2 separate regions of the Triticum aestivum genome follow, and region 2 is linked to region 1. A link is a contact called in public Hi-C data. All regions are on one chromosome and are shown on one strand. Each heading gives the region's core, a stretch centred on a gene start, on an enhancer-like site or on the middle of the called end of the contact. The rest is flanking DNA. Distances are from core to core; before and after follow the strand shown. Region 1 holds the start of LOC123098113 (protein TITANIA). Region 2 holds the start of LOC123098115 (RNA demethylase ALKBH10B).

The links. Hi-C and Micro-C count contacts between places; a contact is called where the count stands out from the background.
Region 2: a contact with region 1 is called in a Hi-C map of leaf, with 2.3 times the contacts expected there. The contact joins the promoter of LOC123098115 here to the promoter of LOC123098113 in region 1. A contact is called at or near these places in 3 of 5 Hi-C or Micro-C datasets (all in leaf).

The regions. Positions count from the first base shown.
Region 1 is chr4D:390,229,116-390,235,511 of IWGSC CS RefSeq v2.1, forward strand. It overlaps LOC123098113 (protein TITANIA), which reads right to left and starts at 2,420. Exons shown (of 2, transcript XM_044520002.1): 1 at 649-2,420. The coding sequence starts at 2,287.
Region 2 is chr4D:390,553,124-390,559,519 of IWGSC CS RefSeq v2.1, forward strand. LOC123098115 (RNA demethylase ALKBH10B) reads right to left here and starts at 3,727. Exons shown (of 8, transcript XM_044520006.1): 1 at 2,994-3,727; 2 at 1,119-1,214; 3 at 508-608; 4 at 244-361. The coding sequence starts at 3,495.

The sequences.
Region 1 (6,396 bases), core at 1,170-3,669:
CCCTTAACTGTTCATGGTTCAGTAGGAGCAATATGTTTTCCAACAGAGTTCAAGAAAGCTACTGTTGGCAAAAAAAAGACATTCAAGGTTAACTCGTTCATTTAGAGCCATTGGCTTAATGCTATAATCATTTTTTTTCCTTTCGAACTCAATTGAATCAAAGTCACTCAGCCAAAACACTATCCAGCTTTGCCCTTATTGCAGTGCTATATGACTGGAAGTTCATTGTGCATATCTACAAATGTACCGATGATGTGGCCATGCATACATCCTTATGGCAAAGTGGTGAGTTGTAGTGCCGCACAACAAAAGGATTCCCAAATATGTGACAACCGGAAACAAATTGTGAACACCTAAACATGACTGAGCAATGCCATAGTTGTAGTGTCACAGCAAATGGATTCCCCGAATATGGGTCAAACAGAAGAAACTGTGAATACCTAACATGACTGACAGAGATGGTGTGTAGCACAAAATATACATAATGATCGTATTTCCCAGCAGTTTAAAGGGGGGACCCACATGGAAAGTGTATGCAGATGCGACATGATCATGCTAAAACAAATAATAAAGCAAGTAATAATTCATTTAGAGAACTCAAGTTTGTAACATGGTGCTTTATTAGAATGTAAAGTAAAGAGATCTCACATTTGAAGAATTGCAGCATGTTGTTCAATGCATCCGGCAGGGAGATAACTTTCTTTGAAAGCATGCTGAGGACCTCTTCAGCCTTGGCATGAAGCCCCTTTCCCTCAAAATCATCACTAGCAGCAAATATCTTCCTGACAACATCTAGCTCTTTCATCAGCGTCTCAGCATTCCAGTTCTCTGCGCAGCAATTGAACACCTCCTTAACAAATCCAAACATCTCAGAAGAATGGCTGCAACCAAGACACTGGAACTGCATCTCAGTCGTCCCTATCGGCCCCTTGAGTGTCGGGCCTGGTCTGATCAAGTTCCTCTCCAGACCGCACGCAGCATGGCACCAATGGCCGCAAACGTCACAACCGACCCAGCTGCAGGTATTTGCAGCACAGTCAAACTTGTGGCACACCGGGCACATACATGCGCCACAGAACCCTTTGTTGCTGGAGCAAATCTTACACTCGCAATCGTCCACAGGCAGCATGCTCTTGCAGTTGAGGTTGCGGCACCGTGTCATGAGGAACATCTCCACGAGCTCGCTGCTTGGTACGCGGCCCTTGCCGGTGACAAACGCGGCCGAACCAGTCTTGATGGCCACCAGGATCTCCAACTGCGTCCTGTTGGCCCGCGCCAGTGCCTCGGCCGTCAGGTCCGACCTGCGCTCCAGCCTCCGCTGCAGGCTGGCCAGCTCGTCCCTCTTCTCCGGAGCATCAACCATGCTCCGCACCGCCGCCCGCAGCACCTCCAGAGACTCGCTGGGGAACTCCTGCAGCACATGCGCCATGGCCGACACAGAGTCCGACACGATGTCCCGCAGGATCCTATCAGGCCGCGACGTATGCCCGCCGCGGCCGCCGTCAAAGCTGCCACCCGCGCTGGCCGCCGCCATCTTGGCGGGGAGCTCAGTGGGGAAGAAGGCGGAGGTGCCCTCCTTCATCGGCGGCGTGGCGAAGGCGACGCTGCCGTCCCCCATGGGGCGGAAATTGAATCTGCTGTGCACGGAGCCGTTGGTGCCCTCCCCGGCGGCGTAGATGTCGGTGGAGTTGTGCGTGAGGGAGCAGCTGGGGTTGTGCGAGAACATGGAGTAGGAGTAGGACATGTCGTCGGAGTTGATGCTCCGGGTGCGGCCCGTGGTGGCGCTGTAGGTCCGCCTGGGGGGCGGCGCGGCGGCGGCGCCGGCCGACGCTGCCCGGAGATCTCCATCGGCGGCGGGGACCGACGGGAGGTGCTGCTGCTGCTGCGCCTGCGCCTGCCCCTGCCCGGGCCCGTCGGACGGGAGGGAGAGCGAGAGCTGGAGGGAGTCGAGGCGGGGCTTCTTCCCGCCGACCACGGAGGAATCGTCCCCGGGGGGATCGCCGCGCTTGGGCGCGGAGAGATGGAGGAAGTCGCGCTCGACGCAGAGCTTGGCGTTGGCGGCGTCGGCCGCGGCGTCGGCGGCGGGGTTGGGGTTGGGAGGGGAGGAGGGCCCCGGCGCCGCTGCCGCTGCGGCCGCGGAAGCAGCGGCCTCGGCGGCGGCGGCGGATGCGAGGGTGGGCTTGTCGCAGAGGTAGCTGCTGAGGGTGAGCTCGCGGTTGGGGAAGGGCTGGTCGGCGGGCGGCGGCGCGGCGCCGGGGTCCTTGGATCCGTCGGAGTCGCCGAACATGGCCGCCGGATTCGCGGCGATTTCCTGCGGGCTGCTGCGGGGCGCTCGGACGGGGGTGGGTTGGGGTTGACTTCCGCACGCCGAGACGCGGAAATGGGGCGGAAGGACGGGACGGCGGGGGGTGGGAGGAAACTGTGAGCGCAACTATTTTTTAACCTGTTGCTTTTGGTCTGTCCCGAGGCCTTGTTTACTTTTTCTTTTCTCTCTCTCCCGTGAGATGATGAGATGAGAAGACTGGGGGCTAGTGGAAGGGGGGAATGAATGTCTCGTCGCAGCAGAGGAGCTTCCTTGCGCTCCCGGTGGCTGGCTGGCGCCCGTGACGTTCAAAGCAGCGTCGCCTTGCCGGAGCTACGGACGCGTGAAGCTTTTGGCCGTTTGCCCGTCTTCCCATGTGAGAAAACGGACGGTTGCGCCAGCACAAGTCGCACTGTCTCTCTCTGACTATTTGAAACGCGGAGATATTTACGAACTGTCTTCACTACCGCCGTCATTGCTCGTGCGTGAAAGTGGGGGAGTAGATGCAGTCGCGTAAAAAAAGCGGCACGTCAGTCGTGAGATGCAAACCCGTTTGGCACGCAGGCGACAAGAGGGGGTCAAACTGCATCATGTGATTTCGGACAGCGACGACGAACGATCGATCGATCCCGTGTTTCTCTCGGAAAGACGATCGGACCATCTCCACTCACGTGCAGGGCAAAGCAACCATCGGCTCATTTCCGTTCGCAAGAAGAAAAAAAACCGGCTCGGTGCGAGCGGGTAGAAAGAAAGTGTGGGCCGTTTGGTCTCGGTGGACTGCCGACGCGGCAGCAATCAGCAGTGGAGGTGGAGCACCCTCGGTGGGAGAATTTCTTAGCTTATCTCACGCCAGTCAGTGCGACGGCCTAGCTAGCTGTCTATCCATCCGTCCATTGTTAAGTGCGGCAACGACGCAATGCCAATAACTTGATCTCTACCATAATGCCCCATTGCTTCCATGTCGATACGGTCCCTCATATATAATGCCATCCAGCCTGAACTGGTCTGCATTTGATCTGAAAAATGATCTTAAAGACTTGCACGACGAGAAATGAAATGCAGTGGTTGAGAACTTGAGATGGCACATGCCCACTGCTTGGTCAGACGAATTCCAAACGGCATTCAATTGTCAATTGGGCTAACAGGGTGTGCTTGGTTTCTATGTCAACCCCCACGCCGCCAGCCGCCCAGCTAACTCAGGTGATAAATTACGTCGAAAAACATAGGCTGTTTTATGAATCCTCGCCGGTTGCCACCCGTTGACCGGCCGGACATCTGTTTTTTTATACACCATTTTCTCTGTCGATCCTACGCGTTCAAATCAAGCTGTGCTGCATCCCCGTCCCCTACGCCGCAGGCCCGTGGCAGTCAGCCCAGCCTCGTCTGGGGGTTCTGTCGACCGAGCTTCATGCCGAGATTGTCTAAACCTGTATAACGCCGCGACTCGCAAAATAACCGCTAAAATACAGATCGACACGGAAAATTCTGCCTGACCAGGCCCCGCAAATGCGTCCGATCCGTAAAAGTTTTTGCGTGGCGCGGCAAAAGTTCACCCTTAACCTTTAGATTCACGGGGTGGGAGGCCGACCCGAGCTCGCCTCCTATCCGCAGCGAGATTTGGCGCGAGGGAAATTTCCGCGCGGCCGTTCCCGCTCCTCGGCCGCCATTGCCCCGTCACCGCGCGCTCCGGTCCATCTTCCCCACCATTCTTCGCCGCCATGGAAGCCTCCCAACCGTCCCCCGTCACTGTGGAGGTCGCGCACGCGCAAACCCCTCCGGCGGATCTCGTCGCCGGCCATGTCGCCCCCGCGGTCGCCCAAGGCACCAACGCGCCTGCCCACAAGCGGCAGGGCAACGTTGTCGTGCAGGGCGGCAATCCGGTTGACCCCGCCGGAAAGGCACACGCGCCGGGCGCCGCCGCCGCCGCCGCCGCCGCACGATCTGCCCGGGCGCCGGCGGAGAAGGTGAGCAAGGTTTCGGGCGTGAAGCGGAAGAAGGTTCCTATGAAAAGGCCGGCGCCTTCGTCCACTCCCTCCGCCCCGGCGAGATGTTCCCCGACGATGCTGTTCAACGGCATTGCTTCCACCGCAGGCGAGGTGTTCGATGAAATGGCCGAAAGGTATGCATCTTTGATCCCTTGTTCTCGCTTCGCTTTTCGCCATTGTGATAGCTCGTGACTTGATGTCACTCAATGTAGCGGTGGTTCGAACAATGCCACTGCCAAGTTCGTGAACTTGTTGGACACCAACGCCGTCGACATCGATCAAGCCCCGTTCGCTGATTTCAATTACAGTGAAATGAAGGATGGCGTGGATGACCACGGTGGTGAAGATGAAGCGAAGGAGGTAGATGAGGGGCGTATGAGCAAGCGCAAGCAAAAAAAATCGTGAGATCGAAGAACTATATGATCTTGGAAGATCAAATCTTGATCAAGGCTTAGAGTGCGGTGTCTCTTGATGCTTGCACGAGTACGTCTCAAACCTCCAAGAGATATTGGCAAAGAATCGAAGATCAATACTTCCGCATGATGGCCAAGCATCCCAATAGGACACCACGGACCTTCCGGTCACTCCAAGGTCGTTGGGACGTGATCAAGCCGATTTATAGCCGTTGGGCAGCTTGCTTGGACAAGTTCGCAATGCACCTCCAAGTGGAATCGTGGAATCCGACTATGTGAGTTCGTTTTCACGTCCCAAGTTTTGCGTTTGGAACAAGTTCGCAATGCACCTCCAAGAGCGACCAAGATGATGACGGATGAGGTCGTCGTTTTTGCTTGAAGTTCTTTTGCGTTTGTCCTACAAAACTATGATTTTATTTGCACGTGAATTATGTTTTATTGTTTGAATTTGAACTCATTTGTCGGAATCGTTGTCAAATTCGCTTATTGGGGGTTTTCGGTTTGCGGGTCGACGTGGCGGCGCCCGAATAGACCCCGCGTAGCCGACCCGTAAAAAAGGATATCTTATATCTTTTTTACGGGTCCGTTTTGCGGGTCTGACTCTGCCCTCACCCGCGCCGGCCCGCAAAGCCCTTTTTCCGTGAACTGTAAACGCGTTTTATGGGCCGGCGTTATACGGGGTCTGCTAGAGATGCTCTAACAGTCTGAATATTAATACTTCCGTGCAGATTTATTGGGCCCCTTCATATTTTGAGCCAGACTTTGACCATCTATAGACTACTAAAATATAAAATATATGATATAAAATTTATACTTTTTGAATTGTATTTAAAAGAGCTTTCCGATAATATAGTTTGCATTTTCTTAGTTAAATTTATAGATTAAATTTTAGCACAAAATAAGAGGGGGTTTAATAAAGCCGAGGCAGTAGGCAGTATCCCACGGCGCGAGCAACGGTCGGTCATCGTCTCTGTTGTCCATTAACTAGCGTTGCTTATTCGCTTTGGTTTTCTTTGTTTATACTCGTTTGGAAGGATGGATGAATGGATGATACACGTGCGTACACCGGAAGGCATGAAACTCTCAAGCATTCTTCTGAAAGAAACGGAATCCCAATCTGTACTTTCTGCGGCAGTATGTGTATGTCTCTCTCGATTCCGCAATTTGGCTCCGCATCTCCGCACTCTACTCCACTGTTTCTTTTTAGGCAACTCCACTGCTTTTTCTGTAAAGCTCAGGGATAGCGTAGTCCACTCGCCCATAAGCAAAGCAAAGAGCGCACTGAGTTCAGGCAGTATCATCGATCGACACAGGCTCCTCCACTTACAATTTCAGCAGATTTTTTTTTTGAGGGGTTACAGTTTCAGCAGATGGGCTAAAAGTAAAACCCCGTTATATATGGGCTGAATCAGAAAGAGACCGTTCAACCAACTCAGGCTGTTCAACCAACTCAGGCTGCAATGGGCCAGTCCGGAATTTTATTTATCTTTTTGTTCACCGGTTTTCTCCCAGTTTCATTTTCTTTTCGGGTTTTACATTTTCTTCTCTATATTTTTATATTTTCTGAATATTTCATAAATTATGAACGTTTTCTCAAATTTGTGAACATTTCTTGTATCACGATTGTTTTCCAAGTGCACAAACATTTTGAATTCGTGAAAAACAATTTAAACTTGTTAACATTTTTAAATCCGCA
Region 2 (6,396 bases), core at 2,477-4,976, 330 kb after region 1:
ATCACAGTACCCCAAAAATTAGATAAAGACAGACTAGGACAAATGGCCAACTAGCCAAGGGTAATAGACTCTGCTAAGCTGTGGCATTTCCCTAGATGTTCGGCAATATTCTGACAGTATGCAATTTAGATATAAATTCAGAATTCAATGTGGCAAAAGTGCACACAGTTACGCTAACACACTACACACACAGGTGATGCACATAGGCACAGAAACAAATAACTTTAGAGGCTACATAATTACCTTCGAACCCTCCTCGACGAGAAGAAGCTTTTGTTTCATTAACTAAAGAAACAATCTTGTTTATCTCAGTCACATTTACCAACCCTTCATAAACCTTGAGCCCTTCAACAGTATTAACCTAAAGAAGCATAGAGCACATTTCATCATGGCGTGTTTTGTAATAGGATAATGCAGTACGACTGAAGTTTGAGATTCCAAGGAAACTGCATGAAAGAGAAAACTGAAGTGCAGATTTTGAAATTCTGAATTGCAGGGCTAACATACCGGCTTGCCATCAATGATTTCACTGGTTGTATATTCTACAGGAGTTGGAACCACTTTGCTGCTTCCTTCAGCAGTAATTTGCAGGCTAGAATTTTTCTCGCCTGCTACACAATTTACAAAACAAGGACATGGCTCAGAGAGGGTAATTTGCAATCCTTCAGTTTGACAAAACAATCAGATTTCATAAACATAAAAACAAAATAAAGAGTTACATAGTTAGCAACAGATGCACAACAATGGCTGTAGCAAGATTTAATAGCATATGCAAGTAAACATACTGTGTATCAGAAAGTTCAGTTGTCCATCCTAAGGACACTCAATTACAAATAAACAACATGGAGGATCCAAAAGTTCAGGATTGTCTATAGTTCTATAAATTGACAACTAAACAAAAAATAGCAGAATATTAATTGACAACTGAAAAACTGAAAATGTAGCTCAGCAGTGTTACAATTGAAGTGAAGAAACAAGGCTTAATATGGAGCACGATGGCAGCACACTATATACAAAACCCTAACACAAACTTCTTTGGTTCAAATACTATCTGATGTGTCAAATAGCAATAAAGAAATGAAGTTGCACAATGTTTGTGTGAGGGGGGCAGGGGGTACCATCAGTAACAGGAGAATTCAACTGTGGACCTTTAGCATCAGCGACGTTCTCCCCTTCCTTAAGTCCCTTCCCTTCTTTGTTATGAAATTCACGCCCTAGAAACATCAAGAGTGCATGAGAAACTAATTGGACATGATTTTCAATAATAGCTGCAAACTTGAAGTACAGTTTTTAATCATGCCATAATCAATATCAGCGAGAACAGAAAATATGAACTTATTGCACCTACAGAAATCGTTGAGCGGAAGACATAGAAGGACAGTATGATTACCAAAGCCCGTATATATTATGTACAAAAAGTAGTCGTTTTGTTATGATATAATTGAAAATTGAGTTCTAGTATATTATACAAACGAAACAGGTGTAATATCTGTCATATTATATCTCTATGCCCTCAGATTCTAGCCCCAAAAAAGTAAGTGATGCAGAACGTAGATTCTTCTCCTTTTATCAAACTTAATAACAAAAAGAAATATGGCATTATTCTTTTATAATTAATATAATTAATGTAGCATTTCTAGCCCGCAAATCTAATAATAGCATACTGCTTTATTTGTTGTGGCATTGGTAAAGCACAGGTCATCAACTTTTATTATATAATAAATATCTCAAAACTAATGATCTATGGCGTGACGAGTTAGCACGACGCCAACAACGCCTCCCATGTCAGCCAGAATCCCAACACGGAGCGAGAGCGCACTGCTATGTGGCATAATCGGACGACTTGGGCAGGAATCATGCTCTAGGACGTTGCACCGACGCTTGGGCAGGAATCATTGGTAAAGCACAGGTAACCAACTTTTTATTGTATAATAAATAGCCCAAAACTAATGATAGACTACGGCATGACAAGTTAGCACGACACCAGCAACGCCTCCAACGGTAGCCAGAACTCAGAGCTGAAGCAGAACACTGATGCATGGCATAATCGGACGGTTTGGGTGGAATCATGCCCTAGGACGTTGCGCCGAAAGTTTGCGCCATACCTTTTGCCGTATGAAATAACCATCTCATTGATCCATTCAGCTACTGAACAAACAGAACCGTTGTATGGTCAGAAGGATAACTTTATCAGTAGCTTAGGGCCTGTGCAATTAGGGGTATTTGTATAGAGCTACACAAGACAGAACGCAAAAGCTTACCCTTTTAGGACCTGAATACTACTAATTAGTATTAAACAAGAAAGCAAAAAAGAAATAGACAGGAGTAACTGCATGGCATAATCAGACCGCTTGGGTGGGAATCATGCCCTAGGACGTTGCGCCATATCTTCTGCCGTAAGTAATAGCCATCGCATTGATTCATTCAGCTATTGAACAAACAGAAACGCGGAATGCTAAAAAGGAAAATGTTTCAGCCTGAAGCAACTCAAATTGATCTTACACGTACCTACCCTACACATAGATATCTTTGCACAGAAAAGCTACATTTGGACAACTTTATCCAGTAGGTTAGGACCTCCCCAATTAGAAATTTGTGTATAGAGCTACACAAGACAGAAGGCAAAAGGCGCCCTTTTAGGACCTGAATACTTATATACTCCCTCCGTTCCAAAATAGATGACCCAACTTTATACTAAAGAAATAAAAAAATACAAAGGAGTAACTGCACTTTACCAATCGGGACAGGAATTTTGACGGCAGACACCCTCACCTGGAGGGAAGAGGAAGATTTTACTCTATGCATACCCGATATCACACCTCTATTCATCCAATTAGCAAGCAGGTGTCTCGACACCAGAAACCCATTTCATGGATCGAACCATTTTAGGACCCAACAAAACAAAAGACGAGAAAAGGCGCCGTCCTTTGTAACAACAGACGACACTAGCAGGTGTACCAAACAAACAGAGAAACGAAGAGAAGACGCCTCACCATCTTTATCGGATCCGGCAGGCGGGACGTTGCCTGCACCACGCGGCGGATCGTAGCGATGGTGCGCGGCGTGGCGGTGGTGGGAGTGGGAGTGGTTGTGGGAGGGCGCGAAGGACGGGCGGCGCGGAGGAGGCGGCGGCGGGGCCGGCGAGACGACGGGGCCGTGCTGCTGCGGGGGCGGCAGGCGGCGGCGCCAGCCGGACTGCTGCAGCGCGTAGGCGACGTCGGCGACGGGGAAGAACTGCTGCATGTGGATGACGGGCGCCCAGTGGTGGCGGCGCTGCTGCACGGCGGCGAAGACGTGGTCGTACTCGCCCGGGTCGCCGACGGCGCGGAGGTGCACGACGAGGAGGTCGATGATGGCGTTGGCGGCGGCGAACTCGCCCCGCAGCCAGGAGATGAAGCCGTCGCGCTCGTCCATGAGCCAGCCGGCGGGCTCGGCGGCCCCGTGCACGGGCACGGCGCCGCCGGCGGGGGAGGGGATGACGGCCGCGGAGGCCATGGCCGTGCCCTCAGTGGGGGCCGAGGGTCATAGAAGGGCAATGCGAGCGGGAGATCTAGGGTTTTGGCAAGTTTTTTCCCCTTGTTCCAATGGTTTATTTCGCCCGGCCCGGTGGCAGCTCTGCGACGAGGAGGAGAGACGGGGGAGGGACGGAGGCTAGCGGCAGTGTCTGCTAGTGTGAAGGGGAGGAGGAGGAGGAGGCCGCGATATGTGAAGCGGAGGCGGATCTGGGGGAGCGGAGATTCCCGAAATGCCAGGCGGAGCGGTGGACGGCTCGACGGGTGCAAAACCTAACCATCGTACGGCCCCGATGGGCCGACGCGTCGGCCCGGGACCCGCATGTCGGCGTGTGGGGCTTGGACGTGGGGGTGGGCGTACGCGGGCGCTCGTGTGGGGTTTTGCGGGCTTTGAGATTCGGGATTTGACCGGTGGCAGTGAAAGACGGAACGGACACAGTCGTGCGGTTACGGGCAAAGAAGACCGTTTGGCCAGGTGGGTAGTGGTAGTAACAACGGCGCTAATTTTTTTTCCTTCACGGCCCACCGGTAAGTGGGTGTCAGCTGCGCGGGCCCACGCTTTAATGCGGGTTGTTGACGGATGGGGCCGTTGGCACGCCGCGGGACGGGACGGCGTACCTCTCTCGTCTGGTCTCGTGGGCGCTTTACGCTACCACGGCGTCGGCGGCCCACCCGTCATGGAGGACGAACCGCCCCCGGCTCGCTCACGTCGGGCCCTGCGTCAGCCACATTTGGCTGGCTTGGTCTCTCCGGCACGGCTCGTTCAAAGAGTGAGTTCGTTCGGTCGGTCGTTCGGTTCAGCTGGAGAAAATCCCGTGTTGACCGAGTGTTGGTAATCGTAGGCATACTATACGATACGACGTTGGCTCCCACGCCAACGCCGTACTGTACTGTACTTGTACTCCTGTCCACCCCCACCGTGACCGTGACCGGCACGGCACGGCACGGCGCGGCGCGAGGGAAGGAGATTAGTTAACGCTGATTGCGCGTTGGGGCGGGGGCCGCTCGGTTTGGTGAGCGGGCGATCCTAGGCCGGCAGGGTATGGCGCCGTGTGCTTTTCGTAAAAATGGTTTGATTTTCTCGTCCGCGTGACCGTGGCTATGTTGTGGTGTGGTGTGGAGAGAAGACAAGCACGAGGGGATCGGCTTGGCGGCGAGGGTGCGAAGGTGGCCGCACCGAGACATGTTCGCCACTAGATTACGTTATTGCTGCGGAAAGCGTGAGGTTCCTTGTATGACAATCTTACTACTACCCTGTTTGTTGAGGAAGATGCAAGGAATGGTCTTCGGTCCGTGTCGAACGGGAGCTGAGCTCGGTAGTGCTACGAGTCAAGTGTGTGACTGCCAGGTGCGTGCCGCCGTGTTTTCCCCACAAAACGGAGACCCGCCGCCACGACCGTGTTTGACTAACCTGCCTGCCCCAGAAACTCCTCCATCGCCCGCACGTGTTTCCACCCGAAAAGATCAACGCCGCTCCTAAGCACCAGTGTAGCATTCATGCTGGCTCAGAACGACACGACCTCTCACAACGCTCTGACACTGGAACGGCACGCCGGCCTGGAGCGCCGCCCTTGCCACTTCACGGTGCATGCGGCCGGCCCGCGTTCAACGGCGGCATGTCTCTCCGTCTGCCTACATTAAACATGTGTGTGGTTGCCGATAAACGGCAAGCCAACGTCACTTATCCGTCCGTCTGCCCATCATTAATCACGTCGCCAGTTGCCCTGCCCCCCCCCCCCCGGCGCTATATGAACCGCGGGCTCGATCATAGCCACATCCATCATCATCCATTCCCTTTCTCCTCTCTGCACCACACTCGCCATGGCCTCCTCGAGCTCCAAAGCCGTGTGTGACAGTCTCTCGTCCGAACAGTAAAAGGAGATCGCCGCAACTATAGTCGGCTCGTAGGCCAGCAGGCAAACAGAGGCTGGCGTTGCGTACGTCCTAGCGGAGGATGCGGCCGAGGACGAGCCAGCGCCACCCTCCTCGTCGGTCCATGCCGGCATCACCATGGGTGAGGTCGAGGCATGTGCCCACTACACGGACATGGTGCTGGAGGGGCGGGAGGCCGCGTTCCAGCGAGTGCAGGCCGACCATGCCTACAACCTCCGCCTCCTCGACGAGCACTGGCGCGCGGAGGAGCTACTCGCCGCCTGCACGGCCATCGCGTCGGATGTGGCTGTGGTCGAGTGGGAGGCGTTTCGACTCCTATCGCACCGCCCGCAAAACCCGTCGCGACCACTGGCGGTACCACAAGCATTAGGCAGACCTAAAAGACACATTCAAGGAGTTCAGCGAGGCATATGATCTCGTTTGAGATTTGAGTTGATGATGAAGGCACCCGTCCAAGGACAAGGAGGACATCGCCAGCTCCGCCACGACCACGAAGCTGGCACGTCCGTGGGCGCCGGAGACAGTGAGGAAGAGTAGAGCATGGAAGGTGGCCGGCGCTTGGGTCCCAGGAAGGCCACCGCTCTTTCGCTCCCGCTGAAGCCAAGCTTGGCGGGCTCAACATCATTGGCCGATTAGCTTCTGGCAAAACGGTGGAGGCGGCGGTGGAGGCGGAGCTTCATTTTTCGGGGCTCATGGCTGGCCCGAGATGGGGAACAGGCGCCAGTGGTCATTTCAGGCTAAGTTAGTCCAGTCTAGTGCAAATATGTCGAAAACCACCCGGTTTATTTTTAAAAAATATTCAAGTTTCAATGAAATTTGTCCAATTCTGTTTAAATATGCATCAAATTTGTTCCCCCTGTCCACGGGCGGATGCGGTGTTCGGTTTGTGGGTGAGCGCTGGAGATGCCCTAAGGTTTTGGTGGGTCTTAGAGCATCTATAGCATCCTCAAACACCATCTATCTGTCCCGGCGAACGGGTTAGTGACCAGCC